Linked DNA regions of Mus musculus: region 2 is linked to region 1. A link is a contact called in public HiChIP or PLAC-seq data. All regions are on one chromosome and are shown on one strand. Each heading gives the region's core, a stretch centred on a gene start, on an enhancer-like site or on the middle of the called end of the contact. The rest is flanking DNA. Distances are from core to core; before and after follow the strand shown. Region 1 has its middle 21 kb from the start of 4933404O12Rik. Region 2 has its middle 11 kb from the start of Mir702.

The links. HiChIP or PLAC-seq counts read pairs in DNA pulled down with a chosen protein or histone mark.
Region 2: an H3K27ac HiChIP or PLAC-seq map of embryonic stem cells shows a contact between it and region 1, with 12 read pairs. The contact joins two enhancer-like sites. A contact is called at or near these places in 2 of 39 promoter capture datasets (hippocampal neurons and macrophages), 1 of 15 datasets of contacts at CTCF or cohesin (large pre-B cells), 9 of 484 Hi-C or Micro-C datasets (the Ba/F3 cell line, the N1E-115 cell line, bone marrow and 6 more), 5 of 115 datasets of contacts at active chromatin or transcription factors (the SCID.adh cell line, embryonic stem cells and extraembryonic endoderm stem cells) and 4 of 9 other capture datasets (adipose tissue, embryonic stem cells, liver and 1 more).

The regions. Positions count from the first base shown.
Region 1 is chr5:136,937,454-136,943,650 of GRCm38.p6, forward strand. No RefSeq gene overlaps it. Among named protein-coding and RNA genes, the nearest start is that of 4933404O12Rik, 21 kb to the left of the region's middle. Within about 2 kb of position 3,583, at least 13 of the 459 cell types and tissues checked have an H3K27ac peak or open chromatin away from gene starts, as enhancers often do. A contact at or near this core is called in embryonic stem cells, where this site is marked.
Region 2 is chr5:136,999,113-137,004,987 of GRCm38.p6, forward strand. It overlaps the pseudogene Gm7284 and the pseudogene Gm26989. Among named protein-coding and RNA genes, the nearest start is that of Mir702, 11 kb to the left of the region's middle. Within about 2 kb of position 1,754, at least 14 of the 459 cell types and tissues checked have an H3K27ac peak or open chromatin away from gene starts, as enhancers often do. A contact at or near this core is called in embryonic stem cells, where this site is marked.

The DNA.
Region 1 (6,197 bases), core at 2,333-4,832:
TTTATTTCTTCTAAATAATATATTTGGCCTATTCCCACCAGTACAAACACTGTAATATTGAATAAATTTGATCCAGATTCAAGATGTAGGCCATACTTTATTTTTTTAATGTATTTGGCCTTTTGTGGAGGGTTGTGTGGTACACGTGTGTGTACTCGAGTATGTGTTTAGGTCCTAGGCCAGCCTTGGGTGCTGTTCCTCCAACACTGTCCACATTGTTTCTTGAGTCCTGGTTTCTCTCCAGTCTGGAGCTCACCAAGCAGGTCAGCCTGGATGATCAAGGCAGCCTCAGGGATCCGCCCACCTCTGCTTGACTTACAAGTTCATGCCACCGTGCCCAGGAATTTCACCTGAGGACCAGAGGTTCCAAGGATCAAACCAAGGCCCTCGTGCTTGCCCAAGCATTTCACCAACTGAGCATCAGTGGCTGCCCTTGAGCCGGACCTTCCTGCCTCAGGCTCCTTTGTGCTGAGATGACAGGTATGTGCTGCCTTGCCCAGCCTTCCCCCGCCCATGCTCACATCCCTCAATACTCTATTTTGATTAATTTAACATTTTTTTTCAACTTTATTAAAGAACTTTCCGAGAATGCCCCAGGGAGGGCCTGGGGGCGTGGCTCAGTGGTCGAACCCCTGCCTAGAATCCCCCAGGGAGGGGCTGGGGCGTGGCTCAACGGTAGAGCCCCTGCCTAGAATCCCCCAGGGAGGGGCTGGGGGCGTGACTCAGTGGTAGAGCCCCTGCCTAGAATCCCCCAGTGAGAGGCTGGGGGCGTGGCTCAGTGGTCGAGCCCCTGCCTAGTATGTATAAGGCTCTGGGTTGGATCCAAGTAGACTAAGTATCCAATCTTCCCTCTCTCCCATGATTATCCAATTGTTTCAATGCCATCTAATGAGTACCTCTTTCCCAACTATTTTGAAATTCTGCCTTCATTGTTAAATTCCTGTTCAACTTGGCTACTTCCCTTGAATCTACTTGAACCTGCTCCAATACCTTATTATTTTACTGTGTAATTTGCTTTGGTTTCTAATACAATTGCTTTCCCATTTACTGTTTTCAAAATTCACACCATGAAAAAGAGGCGGTTAAGTTGGAGCTAATGAGAGTCACTCTGAGGCTGAAAAAAATCTTAGAGAGCTGTTATTTATGGCCAGTCGTCCACAGGGACAAGATAGTAGATTTTAAAAGAGGTTGAAAGATAATATAATGAAAACAACAACAAAAGAAAAAACCCACTTGGGAGGCAGAGGCAGGTGAAATTCTGAGTTCAAGGCCAGCCTGGTCTACAGAGTGAGTTCCAGGACAGCCAGGGCTACACAGAGAAACCCTGTCTTGAAAACCCGAAATGTTAATAATAACTAAACAAAAAGTAGTGTCAGGAATTGCACAAGAAGCCCAGGACAGACAAGAGCCTAAGGATGTCTTATGTAAGCTAGGGTTCTTGGAGCCATTTTGTTTAAAAAAGAAAGAAATCCTGTTCTCAGTAATGACCCTTGATGAACTTAGTTTCAAATGAGATTTTGGGGTTTAATGCATCATACAACAATGTCAGGAGGTCATGTGACATGACTCTGTCTCAGGACTGGAGACTTCACAGACCTCCGCACAGGGCCACAATGCCCTGACTGTCCTGTCTTTCTGTCTCTTCTAGAACTAGCCCCGTGACAGAAACCAAATATAACATTGGCCATTGGGCCTCCCTTTTCAGGCTTCCGTGAAATTGTGAGACAATTATGCATCAGCCACTCAGCTTTAAGCTTTTCCCAGAAAACAAATGCCTTTCTCTGTCATCTTACCAAGTTCCCTGAAGCCCGCTGGTGCCTTCAGAACTATCCCGTGGGTCTGTGCCATTTGAGGAGTACATTTGTCATTTGTCTTCGCTGGGACTATACGTTTTATGTGGGTTTTTAAAAAAAGAGATTGGTTTTATTTTGTGTGTGTGAGTGTTTTGCCTACATGCATGCATGTAACACTGCAGGCTTGCCTAGTACCCGTGGAGGCCACAAGAGGGCGCTAGAGTCCCTGGAGTTGTAATTATGGGTGGTTGTGAGGCATCACGCAGGCGCAGGCAACCAAGCCTGGGTCCTGTGTAAGAGCAACAAGTGCTGTTACCAACTGAGCCATCTCTCCTGTCCCAGAACAATAGTTTTGAGTTCAGCAAGCAATTGAATGTGTGTGTGTGTTTCTTTGATTTTTTGAGACAGGGTTTCTCTGTATAGCCCTGGCTGTCCTGGAGCTCACTTTGTAGACCAGGCTGGCCTCGAACTCAGAAATCCGCCTGCCTCTGCCTCCCGAGTGCTGGGATTAAAGGCGTGCGCCACCACGCCCAGCTGTGTGTGTGTTTCTATGTGTGTCTGTGCATGTGCAGTGTGCTCAGGCGCTCCTTTCCCCTTCCCCAGTACCCTTTCTATCTTTGTATTCAGTCCCCCACAAAACTCAAACAAAAGTGGTTTCTCAGTTATGATTTATTTCAGTAGATACACTCAATGTAGACACAGCAGGGAGAGATATAAATAGCTGGAGGGTGCTGGGGTCAAGCACACACTTTCTTGTTTCAAGAGCAAACTACAGTGATTATATTGCTGTTATTATAAACAGATCTGAGATGTTTAAGCCTGTGAGTTTAGAGCCAAATAGGAAATTCATGGCTCTGAGTTTAACAATAGTTAGGGTGTTCTCAGTTATTTTAATTAGAAATGGCTGAGAGTAGTTAACAGAGAACAGTCTAAATTACTTTACGTAGATAGTTGGTTTTCGAAAACGTCCAAAGTCCACACAACGTGACATTTAATGTTATTTATTCATTTGTTGTTGAGACCAGTTCGTTCCTGACAGCTTTCCCTGTCTGTCTGGGATTCAAAGAAGAAACTGAGCATCTTTGAGTTACTCCAGTTGTGGCGAAACAGCCACTAGGCAAGAATTGCCTCATCATTTCATCTACAGCCATAATGCTGTCCAAAGTAAGGACACAGTTATAGGTTAGGACAGCTTGATTCTGCAGAGACAGAGTAGGCCAGTCCTTAATATTCCTATTTCTCTAGGTCTGTCAGATGACCCTGGCCAGTAGGCTGAAGACCGATGCTCCAACTGCTGAAGTAAGGGGCTGTCCAGGTGATCAGCAGTCTCTGTGGATTGGCTACGTTTTGGAAGCTGTTTTAGGCTTTCTATATATTTTCAGTTAATATCAGTCAGTCTTGGATTTCTGATGGGGTTGAGACCCTACATAGTCTCCTAGCCAAGCCAGGACAGTTCTGAGAGGATGGTTTTCAGATGGCATCCTATCTAAAGCTAAGACACAGCCAGATGTAGAATTATAAGGCTTTTAAGTAAGGATAGATGATAAGAGGTTCTGTTTAACTAACAAAGATGAAGGACTGGGTGTTTAGGTCTCTTGTACTTTATAAATTACAAAATAATGATAGTTATATTCAATTATATCTAAGATAAAATAGTCTTTTAATTGGACAGAAAGGGGGAAATGTTGTGGATAGCCCTGGGGCTAATCATATTTGATGTTAATTCTGTTCTCTGGTGAGTGGTTGGAACAAGGAATGAGTCAGCACCCAGGTGATTTCCAGTAAACCTGTTTCCCACCTTCATTTGTAAAATAAAGGAGAGCTGATGCTTGGGCAGATAAAAGGGAAGGTGGAGCAGAAGGTGGGAGGGAGAAGAAGGAGAAAATGGAAGGGGGAGAGGACGCAGAGGAGGAGGAGGAAGAAGGAGAAGATCGGAGCGGAAGCACATGGCCTGGAGATACCGCAAGTTCTAAGGGGTCTCATAGATGTGCAAGATGGTAGTGTAGCGGCAGATCTGCCCAGTCTAGGCGCACAGCTGTAATCACATGAACTGTTATGTGTTTTCTTTGCCGGGGCATATTTGGGAGGAGATTCACCGCTACAGAGGCTGGGTTGGGATGTCCTTGTCCTGGAAATCTCACGAGTCCTAAAGTCAAAATTCTCCACGGGAGTTGGGCCCGTGCCTGTTATGTGACCACCAAGCTCCCATACAAAGCCACAGGTGAGTACAGTGAATCTTCATGCCTACTTTTAAAATGCTGGGGGACTGAAGAGATGGTTCTCTGGGTAAGAGTGCTTGATGCAGGAGGATCCGAGTTCAAATCTCCAGAGCCCACATAAAACAGTCAAGGCCAAAAAATAAAAAAATAAAAAAAGCCCGGTGTGGTGGCGCACGCCTTTAATCCCAGCACTTGGGAGGCAGAGGCAGGCGGATTTCTGAATTCGAGGCCAACCTGGTCTGCAAAGTGAGTTCCAGGACAGCCAGGGCTACACAGAGAAACCCTGTCTCGAAAAACCAAAAACCAAAAAACAGTCAAGGCCACACTGTAACCCTGTGAGCTCAGGGCTGTGGAGGCAGAGTCAAATTCTGGGGCTTGTCAGGTGCCAGTCCAGCTCCAGATTCAGCGAGAGAGCCTGTCTCCAGGGCAAAAGGCTGAAGGTGATAGAGCAGGACCCTCTGCATTTGCAAATGTGGGTACGTACACATATGCACACACACAGAAAGGGCTAATGAGAAGCATCGGTGGGTAAGGGCACCTGTCACCAAGCCTGAGAGCCTGGCTCTGACCCCTGGGACCACATGGCAGAGGGAGGGACCCTGGTGCCTCCAAGTTGTCCTGTGACAACATGCAGAGTCAAACATAATCACATGCTCACACACAGCACACAGCACACATTTTAGAAAGTAAACCTGCCCTTGTTAGCTTTTTGTTACTTTGACAAAATGTCCGAGGTCTTCACCTAGAAGAGTGCATTCAAGCCCGGGTGTCGGCCCAGGCTCTGACTGCTTTGGGTCAAGGCAGAGGTCATTCATGTCAGGAAGCAGGTAGCAAACTAAGCTGCTCTCCTCCTCGAGTCTGGACCAGGGATGCTTGAAGTCTTTACAAGTCCGAAGTGATGGACTTCCTCCAACCAGGCCCCACCTCCAGACCCAAACCAGAGCTACCAGGACAGCCTAGTTCATCATTCTGTTAAATTCCTGTAGGTATGTTTGTTGTATGTGCTCGTGTGTGCAGTTGCATATGCCAATAAGGAGAGGACTTCGGCTGTCCCACCTTACTGCCTTGAGACAAGGTGTCACTACAGTACATGTGGGATCCCTTACGAAGTCCTGTCCCTCCACCACCCTGACCGTCCTGGGGTTACAGGCATGCAAACAGCCATGCTTAGCTTTTTACACCATGCTGGGAATTTGAACTAAGAGCCCCATGTTTGCAAAGCAAGCACTCTTGCCCACTGAACCATCTCTCCAGTCCTTAGTTCATCTTTTTCTGCCCCAGGGTTGCATGTAGCCCAGCTCAGGCTGGCCTCAAGCTATGTAGCCCAAATGAGCTCCTCATCCTCCTGCCTCCACCCCTCAGGGGCTCAGTCTACAGGTGTGCCCCTCAGTGCTGGTTTGCTGCCTGGTTCCTCTTGATTCTATTTTGGGCACAGAAAAGAACCTCTTACCAATCTCTCAGTGAGGATTCTAGTTCTCAGAATTTGACCAGGGGTCATTGCCATGGCTACGGAGATATGTGAAACTGTGCTTAAAAAAAAGAAAACCTTCTCTGTTAACTCTAGCCTCACACTCAAACAAAGGAAATCTCCAGGCCTGACAGCTTCATGGAGGGACTCTGCTCATATCTGAAGAAATATTAAAGGCCAAGCACAGTGGTGCAAAGCCACGATTCCAGGTCTCCAGAGGCAGGAGGATCGAGGCCAGCCCAAACTCTTTGAGAATCTCTTGAGATCTCAGAAGGAATTTTTTTTTTTTTTGAGATAGGGTTTTACTATGTAACTTTGGAACTCTCTATGTAGACCAGGCTTACCTCAGACTCACAGAGACCTGCCTGCCTCTGTCTCCTAAGTATAGAGTTCTCTCGAAATGAACATATAAAAGGTCTGGGGAGTTGGCCTCTGGAACAGGATGCACGCATTATTTAATATGTGTACAGTTCAACCCACAGCACTGAAGAGCTAAAACATGCCGAGCCAGCATAGCAATGCAAGTGGACCACAGCCCAGCTGCGGGTTCTCACCTAGCCTGGAGGAAACTCTGGGCTCCATCCCACCTGGTGCTCCAGATGTGGAGCCAGAGGATGGGAGAGTTAAAGGCCATCATGAAACTACTTAGTAAGACAAGGCCAGCAGCTCCTGCCTCTGCAGCATGCCTGCTGTGAGGACTGTTACCTGAGACCATGA
Region 2 (5,875 bases), core at 504-3,003, 60 kb after region 1:
CTCAGCAATCAGTCTTCTTCCCTCATGTTCCTTCCTCAGTGGGCGCCCCAATTCCAGTGCAGCGAAGCCCGAGGCCCAGCCAGGAACAGGTGGACCAGTTGCACGAGTTATATGTAGAGCATCTCACACAGCTGTTTGAAGAACACAAGATGCACTACAGGATCCCTGCTCATCAACACCTTGTCCTGATGTCCATGTCCCTGTGTCCTGGCCTTCCTGAAAAACTGCAGGGTGGGATTGGGGACATGATTAAAGGTGGGAGCAGACAAGAAGTGTGTTTTAGCCGGAAGTGGTGGCCCACGCCTTTAATCGCAGCACTTGGGAGGCAGAGGCAGGCGGATTTCTGAGTTGGAGGCCAGCCTGGTTTACAGAGTGAGTTCCAGGACAGCCAGGACTACACAGAGAAACCCTGTCTCGAAAAACCAAAAAAAAAAAAAAAAAAAAAAAAAAGTGTGTTTTTGTGTTTGGGGAGGGCGGGGAGAAAGAGATAAGCCACAGGGCACAGGGGCAGGGGGCCCCATTGTCCTCACTGATTCTAGTAGCCAGGACCACTCCCTGCAAACAGACAGCATTGCAAGCACTTGCCTGTGTGTCAGGGTCCTCCTGCCCTGCCTGGCCTGAATGTTAGAGATCAAAGTCTCAGGTCCCCACCATTGCCCGAGACTGTGGCCAGTGGGCAGGCTAGCCAGCTGCTTCCCTACCTTAATGCCTCAGTCACCAGGGAGGCGAGCACTGTCCCCTTTCTATAGTCTCTTTCCCTCTCTTTCTCAATTCCAAGATCCTCCCAGTAACTTACCCAGACTCATTGACCAAGGAAGTTCAAAGGTCAGTCCAAAAAGGAGCCTAGAAAGTTCTGGGTCTCCATGTCTAACATCCGATCACCTCAGAAGTGAGCTGCTGGGCTGGTGAGATGGCTCAGTGGGTAAGAGCACCCGACTGCTCTTCCGAAGGTCTGGAGTTCAAATCCCAGCAACCACATGGTGGCTCACAACCATCTGTAACAAGATCTGACGCCCTCTTCTGGAGTGTCTGGAGACAGCTACAGTGTACTTACATATAATAAATAAATTAATTAAAAAAAAAAAAAAAGAAGTGAGCTGCTCCCTGGGAGTTCACGTCCCCAAACCTTCGCCGTCTGTTTCCCGGGCCCTGGAGTCCTGGTGGCGCAATGGGAGCCATTAGGTTGGATGTTCCCATGCCCCCTCCCTTCTCTCTCATCAGAAAATACCTCAGAAGCAACAACTTAAAGTGATAGGCACCTACTGGTTAGTGCTCACTTTTCTCTTCATGGGTGAGACAGGAAAGGGGTGGGGGTGGGGCAGGCATGGGGGCCCAGAGACAAGGGGACTAGGAAAGGGGGATTAGAAGACATATGGCTGACCTATGACCCTTGTGGGTACCAGGCACCAGGAAAGGGCCTGAGGAGACCACAAGGCTCTTTGGCAGGGGTGGAGGGGAGGGAGCCGATTGTATTGACTGACTGCATGACAAAACCTACGTCTTTCCTTTTCAGCCATGCCCTTTCTTCACCCTTCACTAGAGATGATTCTTGTCTGTGTTTTGTGCATGCGCATGCAGTTTTGTTTTTGTTTTCAAATATGTGTGGGTACAGGTGTGTGTGTGCTCATGTGTGTTGCACATGTGCACACCTGTTGCTCTTGGAGACCTGAGGTTGAGCCCAGCACTTTTCCACCCTGAAACAGGGTGAAACAGGGCCTCTCAATCAAACCCAGAGCACTGAAACAGGGCCTCTCAATCAAACCCAGAGCACACTGATATGGCTGTTCTTGCTAGCTGGTTTGCCCTGGGATTCCTCTCTCCAGCTTCAGAGGCTAGAATTTCAGGAGGCGTCCATGCCCACTTGGCAGTTACCTGAGTTCTGGGGATCTGAGGTCCCCAGATTGCCTGGCAAACGCTTGCCCCCTGAGCCATCTGCCTGAGTCTGGAAGATGGAGTTTTCCCTGAGAACAACACTTCAGCCCTGCCCTCTCTCTGCATGCAGGCGGAAGGCGCTGAAGGGTGAGAACGTGGAGAATTTGTAGTTCCCTATCAAGGTAACCAGTTTAAACTCTTGAAAGACAGTCTTCTTTTTCTCTGCCACCTTCTCACCTTCCTCCATCCTGGAGCCTGCACTGGATGGGTCCCTGAGCTCAGACATGGGGTGACATGAAAGAGTGACCTCCTGAACCCTGGGACCCATCTTAGGACCTTGAACTTTGAACTTTGGTGAGGTAAAGACACATCTTTCCAGCAGTAATCTTGGATTCTTGGTTTTTAATTTAACTTTTTAGATGGCTCAGTGGTTAAGAGCACTGACTGCTCTTCAAAAGGTCCTGAGTTCAAATCCCAGCAACCACATGGTGGCTCACAACCATCCGTAAAGAAATCTGATGCCCTCTTCTGGGGTGTCTGAAGACAGCTACAGTGTACTTACATATAATAAATAAATAAATTGTTAAAAAAAATTTTTTTAGGGGCTGGAGAGATGGCTCAGTAGTTTTAAGAGCACTGACTGCTCTTCCAGAGGTCCTGAGTTCAATTCCCAGCAACCACATGGTGGCTCACAGCCATCTGTAACAGATCTGATGCCCTCTTCTGGTGTGTCTGAAGAGAGCAATGGTGTACTCAGGTACATACAATATATAAATAAATCTTTAAAAATTTTTTTTAATTTACACTTTATTTATTTGGGGTCTGGGGAGGGGCTTGTGCATGCTATAGAGTGCATGTAGCAGTCAGAGTCGATTTTCTCCTTCTGTCATGTGGGTCTCAGGGGTGGAGCTCGGGAGGTCGGGCTTGGCACCTTCTGTACAAGCTGAATAATCTTACCTGGCCTTCATCCTGCATTCTGTGCCTCTATCTCCTGACATCTTCCACACACCTCAAAGCTACTGAAAACCGAAGAGCTACCTGCAGACGGGAGCTACATGCTCCGGGCCCACCCCCACGAGATCATGAGCACAGGAATCTTTTGTAATTTTCCAGTGACAGCAAGGCCTTCTCCCAGCTCTTTCCCAGGCTTGGGCCTCCGGTAGCCATGTTGGCTGGACTCTGCTATCTTCCTCTCTATGGGGAATACCTCATGTTCAGTGGTGAGCCTTGTGTGGCACAACCTAGAGCCATCTGAGAAGGGAATCTCAATCGGGGGATTTCCCAGATCAGATTGGCCTGTGGTTTTGTGGAAGATTGTCTTGATTGTTAACTGATGTAGGAAGACCCAGCTCACTGTGGGCGGCATCATTCCCTGGGCCTGTATAGGAAAGCTAGCTAAGCATGTGTCTACAAGTGAGCCTGTAAGGAGCATTCCCCTGGGGTTTCTGCTTCAAATTCCTGCTTTAGTTCCTTCACTGACTTCCTACTGTGATGGACCAAAGCCCACAAACTGAAACAAATCCTTCCCTCCTCTAAGTTGCTTTTAATCAGAGTAAACACAGAGATGAAAACCGAAGATGAAAGTTAGGAGTACCCATTGGTCATAGGGCACCCCCTCCATAATTAACAAGATCCTTCTACAGAAGACTCCCCCCTGGGGAAGAAAGTTGGCACTAGCATTGGTTCCACTCAGAAGGGGACACCGGGTGTGCTGTATAGGAAGCAGGGAACAAAGGACTTAGAAGGATCAGGACGTAAGGCTTGCTCTTTCTGTACTAAAGAGTGAGGCTGGAAGGGCTGGGGATCTGGGGAGAGAGTGGTGACGGCATCCCACTTTTATCCACAAAAGGCTGTGTGTCCTGTGAGTCGCCAGAGTCTGGACTTCATTGTGTCACAGCCCTGCTTGGGCAGGCATCCTGACTGGGGGTTTGTGGGAAGCCCTGTATACAGTTCTGAAGGAGCACTATGTCACACTGCGGCCGCACAAAGGCTTTGTGCTCCTGGCACGAAGGCATGAGTGAGCAGGGCTGCAGATTCTTTTCAAGTTAGGTGTTTTGCTTTGTAACAAGGTCTCAGGTAGCCTAGGCTGGCCTCGAAATCACTATGTAGCCAAGAATGACACAGAGCTACTGATCCTCCTGCCTCTACCTCTTGCATACAAGTATGCACCATCAAGTATGATCAAGTATGCAGTGTTAGGGATAAAATCCAGGGATATATATATATATATATACATATACATATATATAATATAAAATTATTATATATATGTATATATATGCGTGTGTCATTGATATTCATATATATCATATATATGTTATATAACAGCAATATATACATAGACACCACACACATCTCTATGTCTAGGTCTAGGTCTAGGTCTAGGTCTATATATCTGAGTTATAGCCCCAGCCCACAAACCCCTAGTGTCTAGAGGGATGCAGTTCAGTATCTTAGCCAGCATCTAAAGGGATCCATTGGTTCCGTGTTATACTCTGGGCTTTTCTAATTCCTTGACATCCAAGTCCATGCCCTCTCCTTACAGGTTCTGTGACTCTTGAGCTTCCTGCTCTGTGTCAAGGTCATTCCCAGCTTGAGTGAGATAGGATCTCAATACAAACGGCAAGACCCGACTCAGAACACCCTCGTGTGTGTGTGTGTGTGTGTGTGTGTGTGTGTGTGTGTGTGTTAGAGGCTATAAGAAGGCATCAGAGTCCCCGTCTAAAGTTACTTGTGTGAGCCATTCAACATAGGTGCTTCTGGTCCTCTGTAAGAATAGCAAGTACTCTTACCTGCTGAGCCATCTTTCCAGCCGCACACCTAGAATTTTTTAAATTTCTTTTTATCTTTATGTGCATGTGTGTTTGCCTGCATGCACGTGTAAAAGTGTCTTTTATTCTTCTGGTAATAATTGTCTTCAAGGCTTACTGCCTCTGTCTGCTAACCTAGGCCTAGTCCTGGAAACTTCTAGCCTCTGTATAACCTTATCTAGGCCCAGAATGTTTCCAGCCTCTGAGACTTGCTGTTGAAATAGCTCACCCTTCCTAGTTCTTTCTGAGCTCTGCCTGGCTGGTCAGTCCAGCTGTTCTGGCTCAACACCCCTCTTCACACTAACCGAGTCAATGTGGCTTCTCTCTCGGCCTCAAACTAACTTTGTCAATCTGTTCTAATCTTTTGGTTCCTTCTTATTCTCTAGCTCATTCTGTCTTCACCTGTGTCTAGATTGTTCTCTCTCCGCAACCTGTCTCTGTACAACCTTCCAGGTAAAACTGTCTCCTCCCCTTTTCCCTCTCTGCACTGCTCTCTTAAGTGGCTTCCGTCTCTTCCCGTGAGAGTTGTGCATAGCCTAATCTGTCAAATCATTCTCTGATTCATCACTTTGTCTGCCACTCAGTTAGACATCACTTTCAAACATGGGTGCTTCCTTCTATAAACTAACTCTACCTTCACTGTTTGGGATTAAAGGTGTGAACTAAGCATGAGTCTGCATTCCAACCAGAGAAATTAAAGATGTGTGTGTTAAGGACGAGCCACAATGGAACTAGAAACGGCCTTTTCAGTAAATAACACAATCTCCAGGATCACAATGGGATCAAATACCCTGTAACATGCATGTCCATGTGTGATCAAATGCCCTGTAACATGCATGTCCATGTGTGATCAAATGCCCTGTAACATGCATGTCCATGTGTGATCAAATGCCCTGTAACATGCATGTCCATGTGAGATCAAATACCCTGTAACATGCATATCCATGTATCACGTGTGTGCAGTGCCCAAGGAGGCCAGAAAAGGGCACTGGGTCTCCTGGAACTGAAGTTAAAGACAGTTGTAAGAGATCACGTGGGTGCTGAGAGTTGAATCTAGGTCTCTCCAGCCCCATCTCCTGCCCCTGCATTTTTAAACATAGATTCTGGGAATCAACATCAAGTTTTCAAAATTCCATATAAGCACTTCATTAACTGGGCAGTATCACCAGACCTTCAACCCTATCTCAATGCAA